2 separate regions of the Mus musculus genome follow, and region 1 is linked to region 2. The links are chromatin contacts, called in public ChIA-PET maps. All regions are on one chromosome and are shown on one strand. Each heading gives the region's core, a stretch centred on a gene start, on an enhancer-like site or on the middle of the called end of the contact. The rest is flanking DNA. Distances are from core to core; before and after follow the strand shown. Region 1 overlaps Bbs9 (Bardet-Biedl syndrome 9 (human)). Region 2 overlaps Rp9 (retinitis pigmentosa 9 (human)).

The links. ChIA-PET counts read pairs in DNA pulled down with a chosen protein or histone mark.
Region 1: a contact with region 2 is called in an SMC1A ChIA-PET map of the G1E-ER4 cell line, with 5 read pairs. The contact joins two enhancer-like sites. A contact is called at or near these places in 1 of 15 datasets of contacts at CTCF or cohesin (the G1E-ER4 cell line) and 1 of 9 other capture datasets (pancreatic islet).

The regions. Positions count from the first base shown.
Region 1 is chr9:22,807,046-22,812,965 of GRCm38.p6, forward strand. Bbs9 (Bardet-Biedl syndrome 9 (human)) reads left to right here. Exons shown (of 23, transcript NM_001360259.1): 21 at 5,276-5,498. Among named protein-coding and RNA genes, the nearest start is that of Gm39309, 5.0 kb to the left of the region's middle. Within about 2 kb of position 2,951, at least 4 of the 459 cell types and tissues checked have an H3K27ac peak or open chromatin away from gene starts, as enhancers often do. A contact at or near this core is called in the G1E-ER4 cell line, where this site is marked.
Region 2 is chr9:22,452,043-22,457,624 of GRCm38.p6, forward strand. It overlaps Rp9 (retinitis pigmentosa 9 (human)), which reads right to left. Exons shown (of 6, transcript NM_018739.2): 3 at 5,331-5,460; 4 at 1,737-1,828. Among named protein-coding and RNA genes, the nearest start is that of Rp9, 14 kb to the right of the region's middle. Within about 2 kb of position 1,604, at least 26 of the 459 cell types and tissues checked have an H3K27ac peak or open chromatin away from gene starts, as enhancers often do. A contact at or near this core is called in the G1E-ER4 cell line, where this site is marked.

The sequences.
Region 1 (5,920 bases), core at 1,701-4,200, 360 kb after region 2:
AGCAGAAAGGAACCAAAAATTACCTTGTTTGCTTAGTTTCTATCAACTAAACTGCATAAGCCCCCTTTATGTTTTATTATGTCATTTGGAGGTGACAACAGTAATAAATCAGTAATAAAAAAAGTTCTTAAAAAAATAAAAGCAGACTGACACACCCTTAGGAAACCAAATATGTTAAACCATATTTTCTAAAACTATGATCCAGGCGGTGTGTATGTAGCTGAACGGTAGGTCACATGCTTAGCACATCCAACACCCTGGTTCAGTCCTCAGCATTGCCGGGAAACCGTCACAGAACGAAATCCAAAGACATTTGTGGTGCATTTGGAAACTTTATTTACTAGGGTGTGTGGTTTTCATGAGGATAGTCTTAATACCCCTGAAAATGTGTGAGGACGAATTGAATGCCTGATGTGGGACCAGGTGTGTGGCAAGCATCCAAATGGGGTCATCACTACTGTAGTTCAGCAGTAAGATGCCGGTGCTGGGGCCCTCCCATTCCTCCATGTATTGTTAGGAGAAACAAAAGCAAGAGGACTTGCAGTTAAGCTCTGATGGCATGCTTTTTAACACTTCAAATGTTAAGTAATCATTCAAAGAGTGCTGTGAGTCTCATTTAGACATAATTTTTAAAAATAACATATTGCGTTCCCGAGTAAGAAGAAATATGTAAGCAACCTGCATTGGCTCAGGTGTTTCTCTTAAGTCAGTACCATAGGCCACTGCACGGCACTTCCTCCTATGGCAGCAGGAAGGTGTCATGGAGGGGGTCGGGCATGCTTAACACTGCTGCACCACTGTCTCAATTTCTACGCCTCAGAAATTCCTTTACAGTGTTGCTTTGGCTCCTCCCTCAGTTGGATCACATGTTTCTGAAGGTGAAGAAGGCTCTGCCCAAAGCCAGCAGTTCCTCTTAGGCAAACTGGTGTTTCCTTTGCAGAACTGGAATGAGGCAGATCTCATTGGTTCTAGACATGGGTGGCCTTGCTGACTTCAGTGTTGCTCGCATACAGTGGGAATGCATGTACCTGGGTGGCAGTGACAGGCTTTCTTTCTCTGTGGGGGTCGGTTAGCCTTATGCTCTAGGAAACATTGCTTTGCAAAAATAGGAACATTGCTTTTTGAGTGACTCATGCTTGCTTCACTAACTTTAGGTTCATAATCTTCCCTTGCTTTTCTGTACATACAGGAAAAGTTTTGGTAACTAACAAGACACCATATGAGTCTTAAAAATTTTTATAAATAATATTTGTGATGTGTGTGTGTGTGTGTGTATGTGTGTGTTTACACACATGCGCATATACAATGTTGCAAATGTGGTGGTCAGAAGAAAGCCCTTCCTATCTTGAATAACTTACTTGAGGATTTTGGTTCTAGGACAAGGACTAGAGGATAAAATAAATCCTGCTGAAATCTTTAAATCTACCACTCTCTAAATATATGTTTTTTTCTACATCATTATAGTTTCATATTTTTCTGTTATTGATAATGCAAGGTACTTACAGGTAGGAGCTATATCTGAGTCTCTTTCATTTTTTTAATTTCACAGTACTTAATATCATGTACCATTTAATCATACATATTTTTAAGAATAAATACAAATGAATCTCAGGACTCATAAACATGACCAACCTGGTAGCATGCCTCTGCAATGCAAGCAGTGCGATGGTAAGGTGGCAGATAGTGACCAGAGAATTCTGGGAAAGTCTCTGAGTCTCCAGTGTACCCAGTGACCAACCACAGGAGACCCTGCCTTACATAAGCAGGAAGTGAAGACTGGTGCCCAAAGTTACTCGCTGGCTCTGATGCACATGCTTTGCAGTTGTGTACCCACACTCTCACGCCTGAACACATATGCACAAACATGCATGCGTGCCATACATAGAGAAACAGATAGAAATTAATATATGGACTTCCCCTGAAGTGTACAAAACCATTTAAAGTTCTACCACTTCATATTCATTACAGTTTTGAAATTTGAATTGTGGTAACTAGCCTTATTTTCATTTGATTCCTATGGAGAAAAATGGCAAGTTAAATTATACTATAGAAGGGTCACTTGGTGTGCTGTTCTAGATACTTCTCTGGATTTTAATTCTAGTTGAGGATGATCAAAATAGAAGCCCTTCCTGCAGCCACTGGCAACCTTGACAGAGAAGGCAGCACAAAGCCATAGCCTAAAACATCGATGTTTCTGTGTGGTCTCAGAACGCCACACTAGAGGGGAGAGAGGAAAACGGGGGAAGATCCCGTAAAGCAGTGGTATTTGGAGACATTCTTTTCTCTTGCGTTTCATCATGCAGCAAGGCTGGGGTCCAGTTCCTCACAGGGTGCCGGGGAGAAGAAGAGTTCCATCTTGTCAGGGTAACATCCCAAGAGGGTCACAAAGTGCAGTTCAGGTAGAGAACTAGGGCACAAAGTTCACCCTGTGGGGAAGAGCCAAGGTCTTGAGGAAACCAAAGGGAAAGGTGCAGTTATCCAGACTTGAGGAGATGAGCCCCTTCAACCCTGATCTGAACAAGCCGATTTCCACCACTGAAAAGGGCTACAACGAAGGCAAAGCAAAATAAGATGCACACTCAAGCCCATCCCTTCCTCCCTTCCTGTCTCACCCAGGCTTTTGCTCCCTTAGGCAACACATGGGCCAGCCGTGATGTTAAAGCTATAGACTTGAGAACTAAAGCCAAAGGTGGTTTCACAAAAGGGCACGTGCTTACTTCTCTTCTAGAAGTTTAAGCAGTAATTTCTCATATCAATATTGCATTTCACTCTTGAAATACACGGCAGATTATTAGTCTGCATAAAGGATGGGAACCTGGCATCTGCAGGTGGGCACAAGTGTGCTTTCAGTGCTGGTAACGGAGGCAAGGGACTGGGCACCAAGGAGGTATGAGAACAGCTCAGCCCCCAGCTCCTCATGCTTGAGTGTCTACTTCCTGAACAATGTTTTGCTTTATATTTTATTAGCTAGTTATGCTATCTGCTTACTCATGTATTATCACATTGAGTTTCTCCTAAGAAACTCTTCACTATCTCTTATCTCACAAGCACACTCTTATGATTGTATTTGAATTTATGCAGTAGTTTAGGCCCTCTAAATATTTTACTAGCAATCTAAGTATTGTTACTATGTCTCATTATATGAACTATCTATAATAAATATATTGTTTACTGCTCTAGTTGTCAGAAGAACCTGTAAGAATGGAACGTAAAATTGAAGCAGACTAAATTCGTGCAATAGCCAACTTTATTCAGAGCACTAGACAATTTATACTCAGAGGCATTGGTTAAGACCCTTCCTAACACCTGGACCCTTTACTACACTTCCTTATGTTGTGGTGACCCCAGCCATAACTTTTTTTTTGCTGCATTATAATTGTAATTTTGCTACTGTTATGAATTGTAGTGCAAATATCTGATATGCAGGATATCTGATATGCAAGCCCCAAAGGGGTCATGAGCCGCAGGCTGAGAAGCACTGCTCTGAGGGTTAAAAACAGGCACATGAGTAACGTGTATAGTCACAAACCAAGCTCCACATTGCTGCCCACGGCTATGGAATCGCAATCGGCAGTTGTAATGACCAATCTGAAGTAAACTCACGCTGCACCTGGGAGGGCCACCAGAGCACATTCCTAGAACAATTCTGTGGTTTTGAAGAAACTGAGGCCACACAACTCTTATCTTGTTTTCTTGGAGTTTTCTCATAGACGCCCAGAGTTCCCCTCATAAGACTCCATTCTTGGACCATGTTCTGACAACACATAACACGGTTTTTTACTTGTTCTGCACCTTGGCAGCAGGAAAAGTCATTCTGTAGGAGTCTTCTGTGTGAGTAATTATGGTCTATTTTTGTTTTCTAGTAAGCTAATGCAGTCTGTTTATAAATACAGCAGGTTGCTTAAATGATCAGTCTAAATGACAGAAGAACTGTTTTCATGCTGCAATGGCCACAGAGCATATAGTTGCTAAAGGGTCTTGCAGGACTCACTCTTACACTCCAGAGGACTTTGTCAAAAGCTCCAAAAGCAACTTAGAAAAATGTCCTCTCTGAGAAGGTTACTAAAGGCAATTTTAGATATTAGTGGAATGTAGATTTTGCTAGTCGTAGAAAGATGTCTTTGTAGCAACTAGTGGTTGATTGTGTCCTAGTGATTTGGAGTAGGACACTGCTCTAAAGATCTTGAATTCCTCTTGAAAGGATTCTCAGGTTCAGTTTTCTTTTTCCTAATTTGCTGGTGGCATCTATTACAGGGAGATAGAAATGGGTCAATGGAATCAAAAGTCTTGGTTTACTGTTTATGGCAGTCAGAGGGAAGCTCCCTGGTGGGTATAGAGAGACTCTGGACTTTGGTTTAAGAACCAACTCTATGTGCCTGGAAGGAATGAGGAAGGACCCTGAGCTGTGTAGTCATTGCGCATCCAGAGCTCAGTTCAGCTACCAATAGAGCAGAGATAACCAGAGGCTTGTAGGTAGGACTCCTAGGAAGCAGGAGGCAAGTGCCCTCCTAACTTTAACGCCTTACACCCTCTGTCAGGAAGACCTTACTCAGTTATCCTTAAGTTGCTTTTATGGGCTCTTCCTGCCATACAGCCTTTACTTCTTGAGCCTGCCAGTTTGGTCCCTTTGGCACTAGTACAGTGTGCTGCTGCTGTCTTTGCTGGCGCTGAGGTCCCAGTGCAGCAGTGATGTTCCTAGGATTGCAGCCTCCACATTTTAAGGTGACACCACATTTCCTGGGGTCTTTACTGTAGCTCATACAATTGCTCCGAAGAAAAATGGGACAAATTTTGTACCATTATTTTTGCCACATGATACTGAAGTGGAACTAGATAGATCCTTAGAGCTCCCAAAATCCCTCTGGAGACCAGCACTATCAGATTTTGTCAAGACTATGGCTCAAGGAGCTGAAATGTCAGTATCTTCTCTCCATCCCAGGTGCCCCTGCTGTATCTAGGGCTTCTGTAAGGGCCAGATCCTTTTCTGCAGACTGTAAGGCAGAAGAAGGGACACTCCTGGTAGTTAAGCCACCAGATCATCAAACAGGCCTGCACTGGGGATTGATCTTATCACTGTGTTTCCTATTCCTGGCACAGGACAAAGCACTTCCCACATGTGGACTCATCCAATTGCCTCAGTCCTTGGGGGAGGCAGTCAAAAAGAACTAGTAGCTCACTACCTGAAAACCTTGCTAACGCCTCCTCGTTAACAGTAACAAGTCCCTTTGGCTTGCTGTCATTTGTATACAAATTCCAAATTGGCTTTTGCACACAGGGCTGGGAAGAAACCGTGGATGCTGCCATTGCCTACCTTTTGAAAACCTGCCTGTCGAAGAGTTCCAAGGAGCAGGCTTTGAACCTCAGCAGCCAACTGAACATACCCAAAGATACCAGCCGGCTGAAGAAGCACATCACCCTGCTGTGTGATAGGTTAGCCAAAGGTGGGCGTCTCTGCGTGAGCACAGATGCAGCGGCCCCGCAGGCCATGGTTGTGCCAGGTAAGATTCCTGCCTAAGGACAGCGCTCTTCCCAGGAGAGAAATGTGCCTACAGCTGTATTTGGGTTTAAATTTCATATTAAAATGATGATAGCCAAGAAAATTGCTTTCACGTTTCCCCTCGCATATCCTGTGGTAACCACGTGGATAAATATTCTCTGGGTATTTGCTTGCTAAACATTTGTAGAATGGTATGTCTTTTTTTTTTCTTGACTCTGTCCTTAAATATATGATCCATTTTGTTTTGCTTCTAACCAATAAAAAGAGGATTAGAGAATAAAAGTGTTTTTAAGGAAAAGTTTTACCAAATGTGATCTTAAGATGCTGAATTTCATGAATGTAAATAACATGATACAAGGAATTAATGTGATCCAGATGAGTTAGATCTCGTCTGCTGTTTGCCTGCACTGTGATCATTGGAAC
Region 2 (5,582 bases), core at 354-2,853:
GTCTTAGGTGAAAGAGAACAAGAGACAATACTTGTCACCCCAGAGGAGTCTGCAAATCTTCTGTACCTGTGGGCTGCTCTGGGGGAGGCAAGCTCAGACCTGATGGCTAACAGCTGTCAGGGCGTTAGAGGAGCTCTGCTCCACACGGCCTCTCCACCATGATGGTCCGCCTCACTCCAGGTCTAAAGCTTCAGATTGGTGGCTGTGATGGAGTTTGTAACCTCAGCACTTGGGAGGCTACGAAAGAAGGATCCTGAGTCTGGGGTCAGCCTGGGATATACAGGGAAATCCTGTCTGAAAAAGGACTGGAGTCAGCTTTGGACTGAGACTGAGGCAGGGTAAGTCTCTTCTTAGGAGCTGTTTCCTCAGGGATCAACACAGCGACAATTACGCCGTTGGCTCTACCACAGTGCTGGAAATAAATATGTAAAAATAAACATAAAAAATCTGCTTGCTAACCAGACATAATTACTGTTAACTTTTGGTGTACTTGTAATAGAGTTTGAGCCATAAGATATGTGCAACAGAGTGTCACTGTGTAGCCCTGGCTGGTCTGGAACGTGCTATGGACCTCAAGCTGGCCTCACGCTCAGAAATGAGTGACAGGACTAAAGGTGTGTGGTGCCATCACAGGCTGTGCTCAGGTTTCACAAGGCTGACGTGAGGACTCCTTTTCCAGAGCTCTCCATCCTATTCCTTGAGGCAAGGCATCTCAGCTGAAGCCAGAGCCCCCAAGGTAGCCATTCCAGCCAGCCAGCTTCCACAGCGAACCGCTCCTGCCCTCTGCGCACTAGCAGGCTGCCATGCCCACCTAGTATTTATATGCATGACAGGGATTCATTCACACTCCAGTGCTGTGCTTGCCTGGCAACGGCTACTATCCACCCAGTCCTCTGCCTCGTCCCTGAAGACGTTCTGAGGTTGTTTTCGTGAGATAGGCTGTTGCTATGGGCTCCCTGCTTGCCTCATTCAGGGTCTTCCTGACACTTCTGCGTACTGGACTGCAGACACGAGTCACCACACTGGTCTGGTTGGCCCCATTTTAGAAACACCAATAACCTCATAAGATCCTGCCTTACTTAGCAGAATTAGTCACTGGATGTGAATGCACACCTCTGAGAGGTGACATGAGGAGACAGTAGAGCTGTCCTGTGTCATCTTAGCAAATACACACTTCCAGCTCAAAAGACACATCTACATTTACATGGCCCTGGGACAAATCCTTCACCTTAGTAATAAAAAGTGAAGTTATATATAGCAAATTACAAAGAAGGGGCTGAGCCCACGGTGCTGGCTTTGGGAAAAAGAAAATGAACCTTGTTCCTAAGGCTGAGGGTATCTGCCTTTGCTTTTCCTTCTGCAGTGCTGGGGCCTGAGCCTATGCAGGGTCTGTATGTGCTGGGCAAGCACCGGGCACACAGTCAACTCCAGCCTCTGAAAGCTCTTTTCTCAGTGTGAGACAAGAGCACGCACCATCAGGCTTACTTAATGCGGTGCTGGGCTGGAACCAAGGGCTGTGTGCATGCTAGACAAGCACTCTATCAAAGGAGCCACACCTCTACCCCCATTAGCTGCTTGTTATCTGTCACACAATGCATACAGGTGTACTGACATCTGAGAGCTTGGCTGGGAGGCTTCTGGGGAAAGCAGTTACTGAGCAGCTCACTACAGACTCCCCAGCTAACATTTGCCATCTGTGCCAACTGTAAACAGTGACGGAGTGGGGTTTTACTTACGACTCGGAACTGTTCTAACTTCTGGTTGCCTTTGATAAAGAAAGGGCATTCTTTGTCGCCTGTTCGATGGCCATACCGTTTGCAACGCCAACCTAAAACCACAGAAAACAGTTCCGTAAGATTATATGTTCTTTCTTCATTGAGATAATGTTTCAGTAGATTCAAGTTTTTCTTTAGATTTACAGGATTAATGGATGAAACCGTGAAGGTCCCAGAAAGCAATGAGGGTCAACTAACTGCTTCCTTACACACCTTTGAATCTTGTCAGGCTAGGAGTGTTTAAATGTTCATCACCAAATATTATGAAGCAATGCATTGTAAAAGTATCATAAAATGTGAATTTACTCTGTGTACTTCACTACATTTTACGCAGTGGTGGCGCACGCCTTTAATCCCAGCACTGGGGAGGCAGAGGCAGAGGCAGAGGCAGGCGGATTTCTGAGTTCGAGGCCAGCCTGGTCTACAGAGTGAGTTCCAGGACAGCCAGGGATACACAGAGAAACCCTGTCTCGAAAAAACAAACAAAACAAAAAACAAACAAACAAACAAAAAACGAAATAAGGTCAATGATGGTTCCTAGCACTGACACGGTGGCCCACAATCCCTTGCAACTCCAGTTCCAGGGCATCCAATGCTCTTTTGGCCTCCATGGGCAGCTGTATGCATGTGGTGAACATGAACTCACGCAATCACACATACACATAAAAATAATTAAAAGGTAGAATAGTCTTTATTTATGAACTGGCTCTGATTCTGAGGGCTAGGAGTTGCAGTTAGAGAGAAAGAGCGGCTCAGTGTGCTCGCTTGAGGCTGCGGTTAAGGCCTCCAGCTGCTCAACAACAGCACCTTCTTGGGTTGAGTAAACCAGATTTGAAGCGCCACACACACACCTGCCCCAGGTACAGCTCAAATTTCTAGACTCAAGTGACATTTGCCTCTGAAGCCCTAGGACTTAAAGGGCATACTTCTGTTCCATTTAAGGGCTAGACTTAAATTCATAGAGATAGCCCGCCTTTCACTTGGAGTGCTTGGATTAAAGGCTTGCACCATAACTAACCTGACCTTGTTTTAAAAAATATGCGTATATGTATCTGAGAATGTGTTTGTACACGTGAGTGCACTGCCCAAAGAGGCCAGATGATGGGGTGGGGTCCCCTGGAACTGGAGTTCCAGGTGGTTGTGAGCCGCTGAGCTGTGCTCCTCTGCAAGAGCACTGTGCACGCTTCACTGTGAGCCACTTCTCCAGCTTGAGCCTGTGTTTAAAGAAAACATTCTCTTAAAATGTTAGTTAGTGCCATTAGAACTACATCATAATCTGATAAATAGAGAAACTGTGTTTGAAGACTTTTTTCAAAGATTTATTTATTTATTATATGTAAGTACACTGTAGTTGTCTTCAGACACTCCAGAAGAGGGAGTCAGATTTTGTTACAGATGGTTATGAGCCACCATGTGGTTGAACTCTGGACCTTCAGGAGAGCAGTTGGTGCTCTTAACCACTGAGCCATCTCTCCAGTTAAAGATGTTTTTAATTGTTGTTTGTTTTGCTTTTTTGTAGCTCTGCCTGTCCTGGAACTATTTAGACCTCTAGAGCTCACAGAGAGCTGCATGCCACTGCCTACCAAGTGCTGGCATTAAAGGTGAGCATCACTATACCTGGCTAAAGAGATTTATAATGAGAAGTACAGAAGGTCCTGAGGACCTGATAAAATAAACACATATAAACGTGTTTCAAGTCACAGAAACAAGCATACAACTCAAAGCAGTGAATATGGGCTTGTCATGTGGTGTGGCAGCCCGAGCTGTGTGACGCAGCAAGGATGGGGTCCCAGTTACCCCCACATCTTTTCATGCCATCCAGATGGAGACAAGTCAGGGCTGCCTGGGGATAGAGAGCCAAGTGACAGCTGTATTTTGGTGTTGACCAAGGAGGCGAGGAAACAAGAGGCTGCTGGGAAGATAACCTGATCTGGTCCACGCCGGCAACTACACAAAGCATGTTGTAAGGGAACATTTTTCTTTTCTATATATTTCAATATTTTAAGTTATTATTTTGTTTGTATAGGTGTTTTGACTGCACGTCTGTCTGTCTATACTCCACATTCATGCCTGGTGCCTAGGGAGGGCAGAAGAGATCACTGGATTCCTAGCACTGCAATTGCGGATGGTTGTTAAGCTGCCATGGAGATGCAGAGACTGGAATCCCAGACCTGGTCTTAAAAACTAAAAAAACCATGCTGCCCAGTGGTAACGTATACCTTTAATCCCAGCGCTTGGAAGGCAGAGAAAGGTGTTTCACTGTGAGCACAGGGCCAGCCTGATCTACAGAGTGAGTTCCAAGACAACCAGGGCTACACAGAGAAACCCTGTCTCAAACAACAACAACAACAACACACACACACATACATACACACACACACAAAACAAGACAAAGAAAAATCCAAAAAACAAAAACAAAACCAAGGGAACAAACAACCAAATTCAAGAAGCCCAGCCTGGGCCGTGGAGATGCCTGATTTCAAAATATAACAAAATGGGACAGGAACATGACAGATGCATCCTGTGAAATGCTGTACTATGTGTGTGACAACCCTGAAGGCAGGTGGGACACAATATGCATGGAGAACTCTGCCTGTCCAGAGCCAGTGGCCTGTGGTCACTTTTGTCAGGTTAGTGGATAAACACCACTCAACACTGGCAGCCTATAAGCAGAGCTCTGGTGCATCCATTATGCCTTTGGGGTCTCTCCTGGGATGCTCTTTTTGCTGTTGTAGTACTTACTCCCCAGCCCTATGGCTAAGGAAAGATCACTGGATTTGAAGCTATAAGCCTTGGAGTCCAGTCAGCCATACAGCTCAGCCTATAACAGCATTGGTCATGGTAGGGGAAGAATACCAACTCCCACAGGTTTTCTTCTGACCTCCACATGTGTGCCATGGAAACCACATATACAACAGACATACACTCAGTAATTAGTAATGATAAGTAAAAAATGTAGGGACTGGTGAAGCACTCACCTGGCATGGGCAGTGTCCTACAGTTGATCAGTTGATCCCTACAGCAATATAGACAGACAGACAGACAGACAGACAGACAGACAGACAGAGACACACACACACACACACACACACACACTGTGTGAGGAGAACAGGTATGGTACTGTGAAGTACAGCATAGAACCTGTGTGCACAGAGGAATACTAGTAGTATTGGATCTGATTTATCCCAAAGGTTCCTGTGTTGAAAGTCTTGCTCACACTGTAGTAGTGCAGCATAGAGGACCCTTTAGATGTGGTGTTAGCGCTTAGAGGCAGGTTTCAGTCACGGGGACTAAATCCTCATGAGTGGGAGAGAATGATTGCCAGGTTGGAGTGGCTGTACAGCCATCTTGATCACTCCCTACCTGTGCTTCCGTTGGCTTCTCCATCATGTATGATGCTAGCAGGGAACACAGGCCAGAACGCTCATGCTCTGCTGTGCAGACCCTGCAGCCACCAGACTGTGGGCCAAATAGACCCGTTCATGAGTTACCCACCCTGCACCTTGTTTAGTAGACGACAGATGCTGGAGATCACTCAAGCCCTTGCACACTCACATTGCATAACTTTGACCTCTCTCCCCAGGGGCATCCACAGTCCTTTAGTCGGAGCGTGAGCCAGAAACTCCCTGGCATGTTCATTGCCGGGCACATCTGGTATACAGTCTTCTGGCTTCGTCTCGTCCTCCTGCAGGAAGATAACAGTGTATAAACAACAGGACAAAACCAGAACCAAAAAACACACTGACACCAAAAAACCCAACAAACCAAAACCAAAACAGGACTCCGTCCTTGCTTCCTGCTTGAGAG